Regions from separate parts of the Mus musculus genome. Here all the other regions are linked to region 1. A link is a contact called in public Hi-C and HiChIP or PLAC-seq data. All regions are on one chromosome and are shown on one strand. The core of a region is the stretch at or near the end of the contact, and the rest is flanking DNA. Distances in the headings are between cores, read along the strand shown. Region 1 has its middle 31 kb from the start of Gm38789. Region 2 has its middle 110 kb from the start of Mtpn. Region 3 has its middle 25 kb from the start of Slc23a4.

Region 1 (4,776 bases), core at 1,552-4,051:
GAAGCGCTAGGGCAGTGGTTCTCAACCTGTGGGTCACAGCCCCCTTGGGGATTGCATATCAGATATTTATGTTATTATTCATAACAATAGCAAAATTACAGTTATGAAGTAGGAACAAAATAATGTTATGGCTGAGAGGTCAGCACGAGATGAGGAGCTGCATTACAGGGCCACAGCTTTAGAACGGTTGAGAACCACTGCTCTAGGGAGTAGCAGAAGACGGACTGGACAACCAGGACAGGACAGAGCATAGCCAATAAAACATCAGACTGAGTTTAAGCTCAGCCCCAAAGGCCATGCAGAGCTACCATATCCTTGAGCAAGGGACAGAAAGTTTAGGAAGGAGCTAGTGTTTGAAGGAAATAAGTTTAGCTGTGCCTGGCAGGATGGAGTGGGCTGGATACAAGGAACGCTTTCATATCATCAATATTGGTGCAATAATCAAGCCACCATAGCCCTGGATGGTAAACTTGAGTTTCACATAGACAGATGTGCCATGCATGATAGCCCCCAAATCTAGAATTGTGCCTCCCATACAGTAGTTGCTCACTGTGTTAACTAAATAAAGCTTAGTTAGTAATGGAGCCATCGAGGCTCACAGTGTCCCTTCCCCTATTCTTAGAGATCTTTCTCCACCACACATACTACACAGCCATGATTTCCTGCTTGCTTTTACACTAAAATGAGTCATCAAACCCTCTCAATACTATCGCAGTCCTCTCCCACTAGCCAGGACAGGAAGAGGAGGGAGGGGGCCGACTTGATGCCATCCAGAGTCTCAACAGTAAGACTGGCCTTTATGGTGTTCCAATCCAATGCCATAGGCCAGAAATAATGACCAGCATTTGGAATCCCAGCTCTACACTAGGCCAAGACAGAAGGATTGGGAGCCCAAGGCCGTCCTAGATACCATGACAAGACCCCCTTCCTCAAAACAAAGAGCAATCTCAATGCCAGCTTCAGCACGTATGGTCACAGTGTTGCTACCCAACAGCCACCGCAGCACTACGGGGTCCTTCAACTGTAAACAGTTACTTTTGTTCATGAGCTGAAGGATGGGTTGCTCCACGCTGCTGATCTGAGCAGCCCCACTCCTGTTTCTAGTCATCACTGTGTCCTTGCAAAGTCACCTCTATGCTGATCCGGTTTGGTGACCACACCAGACTCTGGGTCACCGAGTCAGGGTAGACTGGGACAGAGCATTACAGGGCAAAAGGTGAGATTTACAGAAGCCATTCCTGGGCCACTGATGGTGTCAGTCTTCTACAGACACTGAAAGGGAAAAGGCTATAAGAGACTGAAATGCCAAAAGCAGATCAAGATCGTGAATTGAGAAGGGGAACTTCATGGTAGAATTAGGAAAGGGTTGGTAGAACTGGTCATCAGAGAAGGCAGCCTTTCGCAGAAGGATGTATGTGTTACTAGTGGACCTAGTGACTTATTCTCAAAGTGCCCATGCCTGAAAACACTTGGACAGAGAATGGCTGAAAGCCTCCCTGTTTTCTTCTTCACTGTCAACAACCACAAATACTTTATTTCCCATGCCATTTTCCTTCGGCATTCAAACACAATCTGATCACCTTGTATAAACACACACTTGACCTTATGTGCCTCTCCAGATACCGACATTCTCTATTTTATTTAGAGAATGCAAACAAAAAAGAAAAACAAAAAAAGGGAGGAAAAGATATTGGTGTCCTGACATGGTTGTTTCCTTCAAAGCAGTTCGGGGCCATGACCGTCTGGGGAGGATGTTGGCCTTGCCACAGTTTGTGAGGCTAAAAGATGAAGCCACTGTGCAATATGCTACTCTTGATTCAGGTGTGGAATAAAAAACAATCCCAGCAGCTCGCAGCCTGCTCAGAACTGAGCAGGAAGAACAGCACTGCTTCAACCGAAAACCCCATAGCCCACTTTCCAATCCTCGTACCTATAAAAGCAGGGTACAAAGAGCATAGCTGAGGGGCTCAGGGAGGGCTCCCGGCTTCCTGGGGAGGGGACTGGATCTGTAGCGTTGGGTGCCGCAGAGGAAATGTCCAGGAACCCAGGCCATTGGCGTCTGAGGAAAATGGAAGCCCCTAAGCAAAGGTATGCGGCCTGGGAAGACTGTCAAAGCAGGGCTGAATATGTATGAGCAGAAGAGGAAACTGAGGCACCACCAGTAGCAGCTGAACCAGTAGGTAACCATGGAAGTGCAAGCTACAGGGCCATCAGCCAACCCAGCCTAGGTTGGGTGCTGGTATGGGGCGGCGCTTAAGGGAGGGAAAGTTAGTGTGTGTGACCAAAGTGGTTTGAAAGAGAAAGCTTGTGTTTGGGCCAAGACCCACTCCAGAAAATGCCAATGACCTAAAGTGGGTAGACAGGCGCTCAAATCTGTACCAAGCTGCCAGGGTGGCAAGCTTCCTCTTTACAGCCCTTAGAATTCACAGGGTTTTACTGTCAGTGTGGATCAGTGGTGTGTAGATGATGTGGAAAGTGTCCCAAGCAGGAGGGACAAGGCAGTCCAAGAACTCAGCATCTATAAAGGAGTCTCAGCCATCTCCTATGTCTTCCATCTGGACCATGAAGAGCGATTTGGTCACATCCTAGAGCTTCAGGGTCAATCTTAATATCCCCCCAACACCCTTAGTCTCCAAACACAAGACTCCCGGCTGAGCTGGGTGTATTTCTACTCCCTTCCCCTCCCCTACACTGGCAATAATTAATGCTGACACAAATGGCCACAGAAGACACATTCCTAAGGCTGTGGACCACTGATTTTGACCTTAATGTTGCTCTTCTCAAGCTAACTGCCCAAATGCAATGGATTAGAGCAGGCAAACAGAAGCCAGCCCTCAGGCAGCTGGCTCAACGTTTAGTACCTCTCCCCTTTCGCAAGTTTCCTTTCTCCTGGGAAGAGAGTGCCATCTAGTGGGCAATTAGTGAACTTACATATGCCACTCCACTTTTTTCCGTTCTTCCTTTCTTTTTTAAGTTATTTTATTTATTTATATTCCAGTCGTTGACCTCCTCCCCCACCCCCCCGTCCCTCCGACCCACCATTCCTCATCCTATTCCTCCTCCCACTTGCCTCCCAGAGGGTGCTCCCAACCTCCAGCAGGCCTCCCCCTTCCCTGGGTCCTCAAGTCTCTTGGAGGAGTAAGTGCATCTTCTCCCACTGAGGCCAGACCAGGCAGACCTCCGCTGTATATGTGCCAGGGGCCTCAGACCTGGCTGTGTATGCTCCTGGTTGGTGGCTCCGTCTCTGGGAGCTCCCTGGGTTCTGTGTTAGTCGAGTCTGCTGGTCTTCCTATGAGGTCGCCCTCCCTTTCAGATTCTTCAATCTTTCCTTTAATTCAACCTTAATTCAGTCCAATGGTTGGGTGTAATTATCTGCCTCTGTCTCGATCAGCTGCTGGTAGAGCCTCTCAGAAGACAGGTATGCCAGGCATATGCAAAGACCTGATTTCATCCTTGAAGCGACTCTGTAACCATCTACTACCAGTAGTTAAGAGCACTGGCTGCTCTTCCAGAGGACCTGGGCACAATTCCTCAGCACCCTCATGACTCTATACAACTATCTAGAACTCCAGTTCCAGGGGATCTGTAGGCACCAGGCATGTATGTGGTGTACAGAAATACATTCAGGCAAAATAACCATACACACACACACACACACACACACAAATAATAAGTAATAGTAGTAGTAATAATAATAGGAATAATAATAACAGCAACAATAATATTTTTTTAATTAAAGAAAGGGGAACTGGGTGGAATTGTTTTCTTTCCGCTGTGTGTGGTATAATAAATGTGCTTCCATCCACCCAGAAATGCAACTCCTTGCCCATTGCAAGGACAGCATGTGGGCCCTGCCTGAGGAGGGAAGGAGGGAGTTCCTAAGCTGAGAGAGTCAGCAAGCTGGAACACTCAAGGCTGAGAAAGACAAGTTAAGGGTTTTGACAGATAGGAGGCACTGTTCTGCTAGAGACTGAAGAGGGTGACCCAAGGGCGCCACCTGCTGCCGGCAACCAGCGCGAGGCCCCTCCCGCTTTCACTATGGGTCGCTCTGGTTCCCTTGTTTGCTTTGCTCTGATTCGATGTTCAAAGGCAGTGGGGGGTTGTTGATGTTTTGGATGAAGAATGGGCCTTCTGAGAAACAGAATTCTTCCAGCCTAGACTGTAAGGGATCGCGAACAGGGAAGCAACGTTCGGGGTATGCCCCCTTAGCAAGAAACCATGTGAATTTTTTTTTTCTTTTTCTGGTTTTCTTTGTGACTGTGCTGGAGCTCCAACCCAGAGCTTTGTGCTCTTGCACTCAACCACCGAGCCACACTCCCAGCTCCTTGCTTTTTAAGACAGAGCCTCATTATGTAGCTGAAGACGGGAGACAGAGGCAGGGGGTGGCAGGTTACAGAACCTAACAGCTGGCTAGACCATGTCATGTTAATCAATCTCAGCCTGACAAAGGCAATGTATTTTCTTTGGAGTCATCTAGGTGAGAGGAGGCAGATAGCTCAGAGACCCCAATCCTTTCTCTGTCTACTGTCCCTGAGAGGCAATGAAGACTAAAGCTTGCAAAACAGTCTGCCTTGAGTATAGTTCTGCATGCGTATGCCAAACCTCGGGCCAGATGTGCTAGCTCCTGGCTGGTCATCATCACCTTTTCAAAGATAGGTACGTTTTTAGCCAGCCTACTTATAGCAGTGCTAATTGTGGGCCACAAGCTTTCCAATATAGTAGCAGGCAGGGTGAGTAATGGGATTTTGATCTTAAGAAGGCTAAGTTTCCACATCT
Region 2 (4,253 bases), core at 1,093-3,592, 270 kb before region 1:
CTTATATATGGTGATATAAAAATCAAGATATAAGAGCCATATCAATCATGTAAGCTTGGCACATTTGTTTGTTTTTGTTTGTTTGTTTTGTGACAGGGTCTCACTATTTACTGGCCTAGAACTCATTATGTAGACCAGGTTGGCCTCCAACTCACAGAGATTTGCCTGTGTCTGCAACCTGAGTACTGAGATTACAGGTGTGTGTCACCACTTCTGGCCTTTTTAAAGTAAGAAAAACTTACATGCCTAAGTTTTCTGAATACTGGCAGTCCCTTGATGCTTGGCTATGGTAAATATTTGTTTCTTCTATCTTTACTTTTCTTGGGTTTTTGTTTGTTTGTTTGTTTTTTGCTATAAAAAAATGAAGAACACTGTGGGCTACAGCAATGGCTCAGAGGTTAAGAACATTGGTTGCTCTTCCACAAGATGTGGGTTCTGTTCCTGGCACCCACTTGGTGGTTCATAACCAGTTGAAACTCCATTTCCAAGGCACCTGACACTCTTTTGTGGCCCCTACAGGCACCAGGCATGCACATAATACAGAGATATACATGCAGGCAAAATACCCATACACATAAAATAAGATAATTTTTAAAAAGAAGAGTTTAAGAACACATATTATTACTTAAATGAAAACCAAAGAGCAAGCATTTGTAACCTGGGTTGGGTGATAAATGAACCATGGTGTCTTCCTTAGAATTGTGAGGCATGTTTGTGTGCGCACAGACACATGTGGAACAAGGGACCATGCCAGGAAACTTGGAAAGGTAGAGTGGGTCTGAGACCCCGGAATCACACCTGAGATAGAAGTCACCTCCTTCTCCCTGCCAGATTCCTGGCCCAAAACATGTGACCTCACTCCCCACATCAGTCATATATCCCAGAACAGAGTTCTCCATGCTAATGAAGTACCTAGAGGCCCCGAGGGCTTAGCCAATAAGCTTTCCTCCCCAAACAATTCTCCTTGCAAAAGGTATTTAATCTCTAGTATACCCTGAGAAGATGGTATGCATCCATTTTCTACTATGAACAGTCAATAAATGATATGAATAAGCATGGACTGTCTCTTTCATCAAGAACCATTATGGGGAGCATGAGGACGGTCTTGGCCTACAGAGCCATGGGTCTAAGTCTTCCATAGAAGGCTTCTCTGGGCATCCAGCAAACTGCCACTCCCTTTGCCAATGACCTAAGCCAGAGTTCCTATTTCCCCCTGCCCCAGGCTAGTCACTGTCCTCAGCCCTCAGGCCCCTAACAGTTCTAGCCTCATCCTGGACTGTAGACCACTGATCCTTCCTTCTCAACTTCTTTTGATTTCTTTGTGTGATTTTCTAGTGGTGACTAGATGCCAGAAAATCAGAAAACCCCAACTTCAGCCCCCCACATCTTAGCCTGCATCTTCTCACCCCTAGAGTGGTGTCCTGGTGCTTCCCTAAGGCCTAGCACCCGACGTAAGCAGTGCAGGGAGACACAGTCAAGAGCTCCCCACGTTTTGCCTCCTCAGCTGCCATGCCCAGCTGGAGGGGTAGAACGTGGACCCACAAGCATATGCATACAAAACTATTCTATCTTAAGAATGATGTTTCAAATTATGGGAGGATTTTAAAACTCACTAACTGAAAATTTTTAGGAGAGGATTTCGAAGAGCCACAGACATATACATCATCACATCTTTAAATTAAAATTTCTAACAAAATTTCCAGGGAGTGGGGAGATGGCTCAGTGGGTAAAATATGTATCACACAAGCATGAGGAATTCAAATCTCCGAATGAAGCTGGAAGTGGTAACCATATCTGTAATCCCAGTGGGGAAATGGAGGGAGAAACAAGAAAACTCCTGAAAGCCCCCAGGCCAGCTAAGCCAGCTAAGTCAGCTAGCTCAGGGAACATAGAAACAAAGGCAGAAGTCTCAAAGTAGAGTATGGGGACCAACCCCCCATATTCCACATGACATGACCCAGCTCTCTGTCTCTGTCTCTGTCTCTCTCTGTCTCTCTGTCTCTGTCTCTCTCTCATGCACACATGCACACACACACATACACAAACACACATACACACACACACACACACACACACACACACACACACACCCCACAATCACAGAAACAGCAAAATAAGGACACTGTGCTCCATGAGCACATGATGGTTTGTGTGTTTTATCTGTGTGTGTGTGTGTGTGTGTGTGTGTATTCTGTGTATGTCTATAAGTGTGTGGATATTTGCTTTATTTCTCTTATTGTGCCTTTCTTTGCTAAAACCATCAAGGTTGCTTACCAATGCAAACTGAAGTTTAAGAGAAGGAGGTGAGTCAGCTGGCACAAAGGCAGAAGTAGGTAGAAAAGGTACAGTGAAACCAGAGTAAGGTTGGCATCCAGCCCGTGACCAGGGTGTTAGTTTCCTTGTGAGCTTAACTACGTGGTGGGTAACACATGATACGTTGTTCAGAGGAGATAAAAAGAAGGCAGGTACTTGAGAGAGGCCCAACTTCTGCAACCTCTGATATCCAAGGAGGGTCCTCCCTCGGCCTCTCAGAAGGAGGGCAATCTGTAACATAAAAGGTCCCCACAGATGAACCATGAAAACAACTTCAAGTAAAGCACCAGTGAAGCATGCGTGTCATGCCAGGTCAGTTTAAAGCTGTGATGTTCTGTGGCCCCTCATGAACCATTGATTCGTCCTGTAACATTTACTATTGATTTACAGCTTATTGCTTTAAATCTATCTTCATGCTAATAGCTTAAACACAAACCCAATGAAAGCAGAGGTTTTTCTTATTTACTTCTCTGTATTTCCAGTGCTTAGAAGAGTATATGGCAAATAGAAATGTCTAAATATAGATTTATTCGGGATTGGGTAGGTGAGTCCGTCTGTCAAGAGCTGATGGCATAAGCATAAGGACCTGAGTTCAAATACCCAGCACCCACATAAGAAGCTGTGCACTGTAGTGTTCCTCTGTAACCCAGCTCAGGAACTGTGGGGAGATCAGTGGATCCGGAGCTCAGTGGCCAATCAGCATAGCTGAATATAAGAGGTATAGGCTCAGTAAAACACCCTGCCTCAAAAACTAAGGAGGAACACAACAGAGATAGGCACTCAGAGTCAACCTTTGACCTTCACACAGACATGCACATACCTGGAAACACAAGCACAGATGTACCCAAAGAAACACACAGACTACACAGGAACACATAACTAATCAACGAATTTGTGGATTGTCATCAGCTTTTTTATTATTATTATGAATATGTCTTTATGTTTGGCAGGATGCCTAGAACTCTTCTGTAATTATACAGAATTGTTCAAGGTAAACCAAAAGATAAAGTGAAGACATTATTTATCAGAAGCAATTCTATTTTTAAAAAATGAAAATGAGGTGGACTAGGGATGCAGCTGGAAGTCTGGCAGGCAATCAATGACCTAACATCCAAAGCAACCAATGAGCTCAATGCTTTGGACCGTTCTTCACAAACAGATTCAGTCATCCTGACGAAGCAGCAGATCTGTGCTTCATTCTCCAAGTAAGCTGCCGCAGAGCAGGCATGTGATGTTCCCATGAAGTTCACAGCTATGTAATACCATGGAACAGAATCAGTCATCAATGCAAGCCATCCTGCTTGCTCATAGTAAAGAATTACATGGAGCATAAAGGACAGTGTTCCCCTAGCATCCGGGGGATGCAGAAGGGAATGCCATTTGTCTCATTGTTGAATACCACTGATATTCTAGCAGTATTTATTATTCCTTATCTTCAACAAGAGAGAGGACCTACCCAAGAAACCTCCTTTTATTTTTTTACCAAATAGTCTTCAGATCCTAGAAGCCCACTCACACAATCAGATCTCACACTGACAACTAATGACAATACAAATGCAAGTGAATGTCACATGCACAGTGCTACATGTGTGTGTTGGAAGCTGTGGTACCCAGCACACATCCCCCTCCAAACTGAGGAGCTGATGTCCCTCCCACTGGCAGTGCTGCCTACCTGCAGCTCTCCTCAGCCAGCCTCTTTCGGATTCACCTCTGCTGAAAATTACCTAAACCAGGATTGTGCTCTCCTTCCTGAGTAAGAACACCTAGTTAAATTTGAATTTCAGATTAGCAACAAATTATTTTAGAGTCCATATATTCCAAATATGGCATGGGGTATACATGTGTGTACAGACACACACACCCACACACCACACACACACACAACTCATTCACTGTCTATCTGAGATTCAAATTTAACAGAATCGCATTGTACATTCATT
Region 3 (4,239 bases), core at 1,173-3,672, 380 kb after region 1:
GGTAGTACCACCCCCTCCCTGGCTGTAAGAGAAGCCACTGAGCTTTGCCTTGACCTACCAGCTAAATAAACCTTTCTCCCTTCAGTTGCTTTGTAAGTAATTTATCACAGTGGCATTCCCTTAAAGTCATCAACGTATGTAAGCACATTATTTAGATTAGTGACCAATTTTTCCCCTTGGGATATCTAAAAATTTTTTTCCTAATTGAATGTATAGTTTTCTGTAACTATCATTCAAAGGCATTATTATTGGGATATTTAGGTGTTCATTTATTTACAGGAACAATAATATGCTCATATTGTTGAAGCACGTTAATATAATTAGCCCGTTTAGTGGGAAATACCTGTGTTTTTAGGATCAAGTTGCAGTGGAGAGTGGTGTTTTCCTCTTTTGGTCCTGGGGACTGAAGCATGGCTGTGGGGGACATATATAATACTACTGTACTATCCAGAGATTTCTGCTTTTTTGTTACTTTCTGTAATATCTGGGTTAGTGGAGACTGGCTGAATTCTCTTACCTGCTTCTTCATTCAATTTGTTGCAATATATTTTTAAAAATTGTCTTCTATTGCAGTCGTGTTTGAATACTAGAGCCACTCAGCCATTTTCTAGTTAGTAAGTTCCTTCGGTTGCTGTGATAAAGCATCCATACACAAGGAGGAATGGGTTTATCTCATTTTATATTTCCAAGTCACAATCCATCACTGAAGGTAGGCAGGGCAGGAACTCAAGGCAGGAGGAGACAGGGGCAGAAGTGAAGGACGATGCTTTCTTGGCTCATCTTTGGCTGGCTCCCTGGCCAGTGCTCCCTTACACATCCCAGGCCCACCTGACCAGGGTTAGTACTCTTCACAGTGAACTGTACCCTACATTAATTAGCAATAAAAAAAAGTGTCTCACAGCCATGTTGATGAAGGCAGGTGTTCAGTTGAGGGTCCGTCTTTCCAGGGATTCTGGGTTGTGTCAAGCTGACAATAACTAACTAGGACAATAAGCTTTCTCTTTGTCTCATATAGTTTTACCATCATGAATAATGCTGTAACCAAATTCCCTTGAAAGTTTAAAAAGACTGAATGGCAACTGTTGAGGTTTGGTCTGTTGTAATGCTAAACACTGCCCCCCAAAATCTTGTTGCCCCCAGGGACAAGGGGATCCTTAGTACACCAAGTGATGCTTTGTAACCTTGCCCCCCAAGTTATCCCTGATTGGTTAATAAAGATGTCTACAGCCTATAGTTGGGCAGAAGAGAGGTAGGTGGGGCTTCAGTTCCAGGGCTTGGAGTTTGAAGCAGAGACCACAAGGAAGAAAGAGGAGGTGAAGAAGATACTGTGAGGAAGGTGAATCAGGAAAACACCATTTTGAAAGGCTGACCAATTGGAGTAAAAGCAGCCCAGGTAGAACACAGCAAGTTGTAACTCAGGGTTATTGATAGGGAAGTAGATACTAACAGCTTAGAGGGAGATGTCGGCCCAGCTCTTGTGCTGTTTGAGGCTTATTATAAATATAAAGGTTTTGTGTCTTTTACCTGGGAACTGAATGATCAAAGGCAGGGTAGAAACCCCCAATTAATATCAAATGTTTACCACTACAGGCTACTGTAGAGATGGACCAGCCAGTGAAGACTAATTTCTCCAATATATGAGCGTTCCCATTTCCCAACTTCTTTGCTGACAGGAACTCTGACATGTTGTTGACATGTGATTCATTGGGTGTGGGTAAACCTGGATCCGGCTCTATAGGGCTTCCGGCTTCTCACCAGCCGTGTGACTACTGCATAAGTTAACAGTTACCGGACAACAAGATACCTGAGAGAGGTCCCGTAAGGCTCTAGTATGGATGGTGGAGCAGAAGCCAGAGGCCTCAGACCAGACAAATGGCTCATTGCAGTGAACGTTTGCAAGCAAAGAAGTGTGAGCCAAGGGGTATTCTGTGGGACACACTGCAGCTTCCACAACGAGTTGTTTGTTTTTTAATTTGGGTTCTTTTTTTTAAAAGACATGGATGCTGTGTAGGACCTGGGGATACAGCAAAGTTAGCCGCTGCACACTGGGACTTGGCACTCTTTGGCATAGAACGTTGGTTTGTCCTCTTCCCTGAGGTCATCTTTAAGACCAGGAGCTGTTCTGAAAACTCTGGCGATGGGAAGAGGAGATGGGGCCAGAGCGCTCGAGCTGTGGGGAGAGCTTCTTCTGGGTACCTCACCAGGCCGTCCGTGTTCCTTTCCCATTTCATCCTCTGCGTCCATATCCGTGTCACTCATGAAGACAGGAGAGCTAAATGGCAGGTGGGTTCCTAGTACAAGCCCCTAAAAATAGCAGAGGCAGGGCTCCGCTCCAAAACGCCGGCAGTATCAGCAAGCTAATTAAGAAATCTGCTGATGATGACGAGGAGCTGGCGAGCTTCCCGTTCCCATCAACTGCTGCAGACGGAGAGAGCAGGCTCCTTCATGTCAGAGATCCGGAAAAGCCCACGTCTCTGTGCATATGCTCTGAGATGAGATGACATTTCGGTGGAAAGCTGTGCCGGGTTTCCATTTAAGCACCTAGATCCGTGGCCAGTTCTCGGAGTTCCTTTTCATTTTTCTTTCCATTTGCCCGTTTAAGTTCCATGATGCTTAGTTTTGAATCCAGCCCCAGTTAGATGAACTCTGCCCAGCTTCAGACGAACTGAAGAAAGGAGAGAACTTCAGGCTTGCTTTATTTAAGCTCCTCAGCCAGTGCTCCACTACATTTTAAAGTGTGTGTGTGTGTGTGTGTGTGTGCGCGCGCGCGCACACGCTTGTGCCCCCAAGAGGCCACAGGCATCCTGGAACTGGAATTACAGGTGTTTGTGAGCTGCTTCCTATGGGTCCTAGAGACCAAACTCATGTCCTTTGTTTGGATGAGACATCCTTGTTCATAACCACTGAGCCGTCTCGCCAGCCATATCTAATCTTATGTACTCAGCCCATCTCCTTAGGGATAGCACCACCCACAGTGAGCTAGGCTCTCCTAAATTCATGACCAATCAAGAAAATGCCTGCACAGACATCCCTGCAGGCCAGTAAACAGTATTCCTTCAGGGTTCATGCTCCAGGTTCCTGTCTTGACTTCCAGCCAAGGAATAGAATGTCTTCCCTTATTACTAGCTCTGGATTACAGCAGACTGCTGCTCCTCCATATCAAATGGTATGTTGAACAATAGTTAGGGCATGGAGCAAGTGGGTTGGTAAAGGGAACACAATGGGGGGGGGGGGCAGCAACTAGAAGAGCTGGCTGTGCTGATGCTTGTCTATAATTCTAGTACTCCAGGCTCAGAGGAGTCAAGAGTTCAAGACCAGCCTAAGCTGTAGGAAGACCTTTTATCAAAAAACAAAGAGAGGGACAGAGAGAGAAGAAGGGAAGAATAGAGAAAGGAAGAAGAGGAAGGAAGGAAGGAAGGAGGAAGAGGAAGAGGAAGAGGAAGGGAGGGAGAGAACCCTGACCTGTACCTTCCTGGAGTGTGGCTCTCCTCTCTTCCTGCTCTTTCTGTGAGTAGCTGGCCCCTAAGCTAGCGCCTGCTGAGAGGGCTGTAAGCCTTTTCCCTATCTGTCTGATATTCAGAGATGAGGGCCATGGAGGTACCTTTCCGCCTTCTGTTTGTTAGTCTTGCATGTCCAGTAGCTGTCCAGCATGTCCCATAGTCTCCCTTCCCACACAATGCATGAAACCTTCTATTTTGCTCCTTGGTTTTGTCAGTTTAAATAAAGGAAAACGCTTAGCTATTAGGGAAACCATGGGCTAGGGGTGGGCCTAGGTTCTGGTCACCACTGGGAAGATTCTGGACCCGCTGGGAGCTGCCTTCCAGCTATTCCCGGCCACATGTGGTTGGAGTACTGAATGCATACTGCTGTCAAGACTTCCAAGCTCTGTCATAACTTCCTGCCTTTGACCAACTGCTATGAATAGTTTTCTATGGGTCATTATTTGGTGCCTGTGCTCCATATTTTCTGATTGCCCTCTCATATCTACCTTTTGTTTTCCTGCCAGGGAGGTAGAGAGTGGGCAGCTCTTAGATGTTTGGACTGGAGCATCTGCTTGCGCACACCCCGGAGTTCTGGGGCAGAGAACAATGGACGAGCAACTCAATGATAGGAGGGTGGTTATGAGCCAAGGTCTGGCCTCCCTCTGCTACCCTGTTTGAACACAGAGTTCAGGGAGTCTGAATTCCAAGGGGAAAATGAAAATTGGCTGTTAGGTTGTTCTTAAGGAGTATCTGTCAA

The links. HiChIP or PLAC-seq counts read pairs in DNA pulled down with a chosen protein or histone mark. A called contact is a pair of places that touch in the nucleus more often than the background predicts.
Region 2: a CTCF HiChIP or PLAC-seq map of large pre-B cells shows a contact between it and region 1, with 2.7 times the contacts expected there. The contact joins two enhancer-like sites. A contact is called at or near these places in 2 of 15 datasets of contacts at CTCF or cohesin (large pre-B cells and stem cell-derived epiblast-like cells) and 3 of 484 Hi-C or Micro-C datasets (the C10 cell line, adipose-derived mesenchymal stem cells and embryonic stem cells).
Region 3: a contact with region 1 is called in a Hi-C map of the N1E-115 cell line, with 4 times the contacts expected there. The contact joins two enhancer-like sites. A contact is called at or near these places in 1 of 15 datasets of contacts at CTCF or cohesin (embryonic stem cells) and 6 of 484 Hi-C or Micro-C datasets (the Ba/F3 cell line, the N1E-115 cell line, cortical neurons and 1 more).

The regions. Positions count from the first base shown.
Region 1 is chr6:35,379,281-35,384,056 of GRCm38.p6, reverse strand. No RefSeq gene overlaps it. Among named protein-coding and RNA genes, the nearest start is that of Gm38789, 31 kb to the left of the region's middle. Within about 2 kb of position 2,801, at least 58 of the 459 cell types and tissues checked have an H3K27ac peak or open chromatin away from gene starts, as enhancers often do. A contact at or near this core is called in the N1E-115 cell line and cortical neurons, where this site is marked.
Region 2 is chr6:35,649,695-35,653,947 of GRCm38.p6, reverse strand. No RefSeq gene overlaps it. Among named protein-coding and RNA genes, the nearest start is that of Mtpn, 110 kb to the right of the region's middle. Within about 2 kb of position 2,342, at least 4 of the 459 cell types and tissues checked have an H3K27ac peak or open chromatin away from gene starts, as enhancers often do.
Region 3 is chr6:35,000,549-35,004,787 of GRCm38.p6, reverse strand. No RefSeq gene overlaps it. Among named protein-coding and RNA genes, the nearest start is that of Slc23a4, 25 kb to the right of the region's middle. Within about 2 kb of position 2,422, at least 29 of the 459 cell types and tissues checked have an H3K27ac peak or open chromatin away from gene starts, as enhancers often do. A contact at or near this core is called in the N1E-115 cell line and cortical neurons, where this site is marked.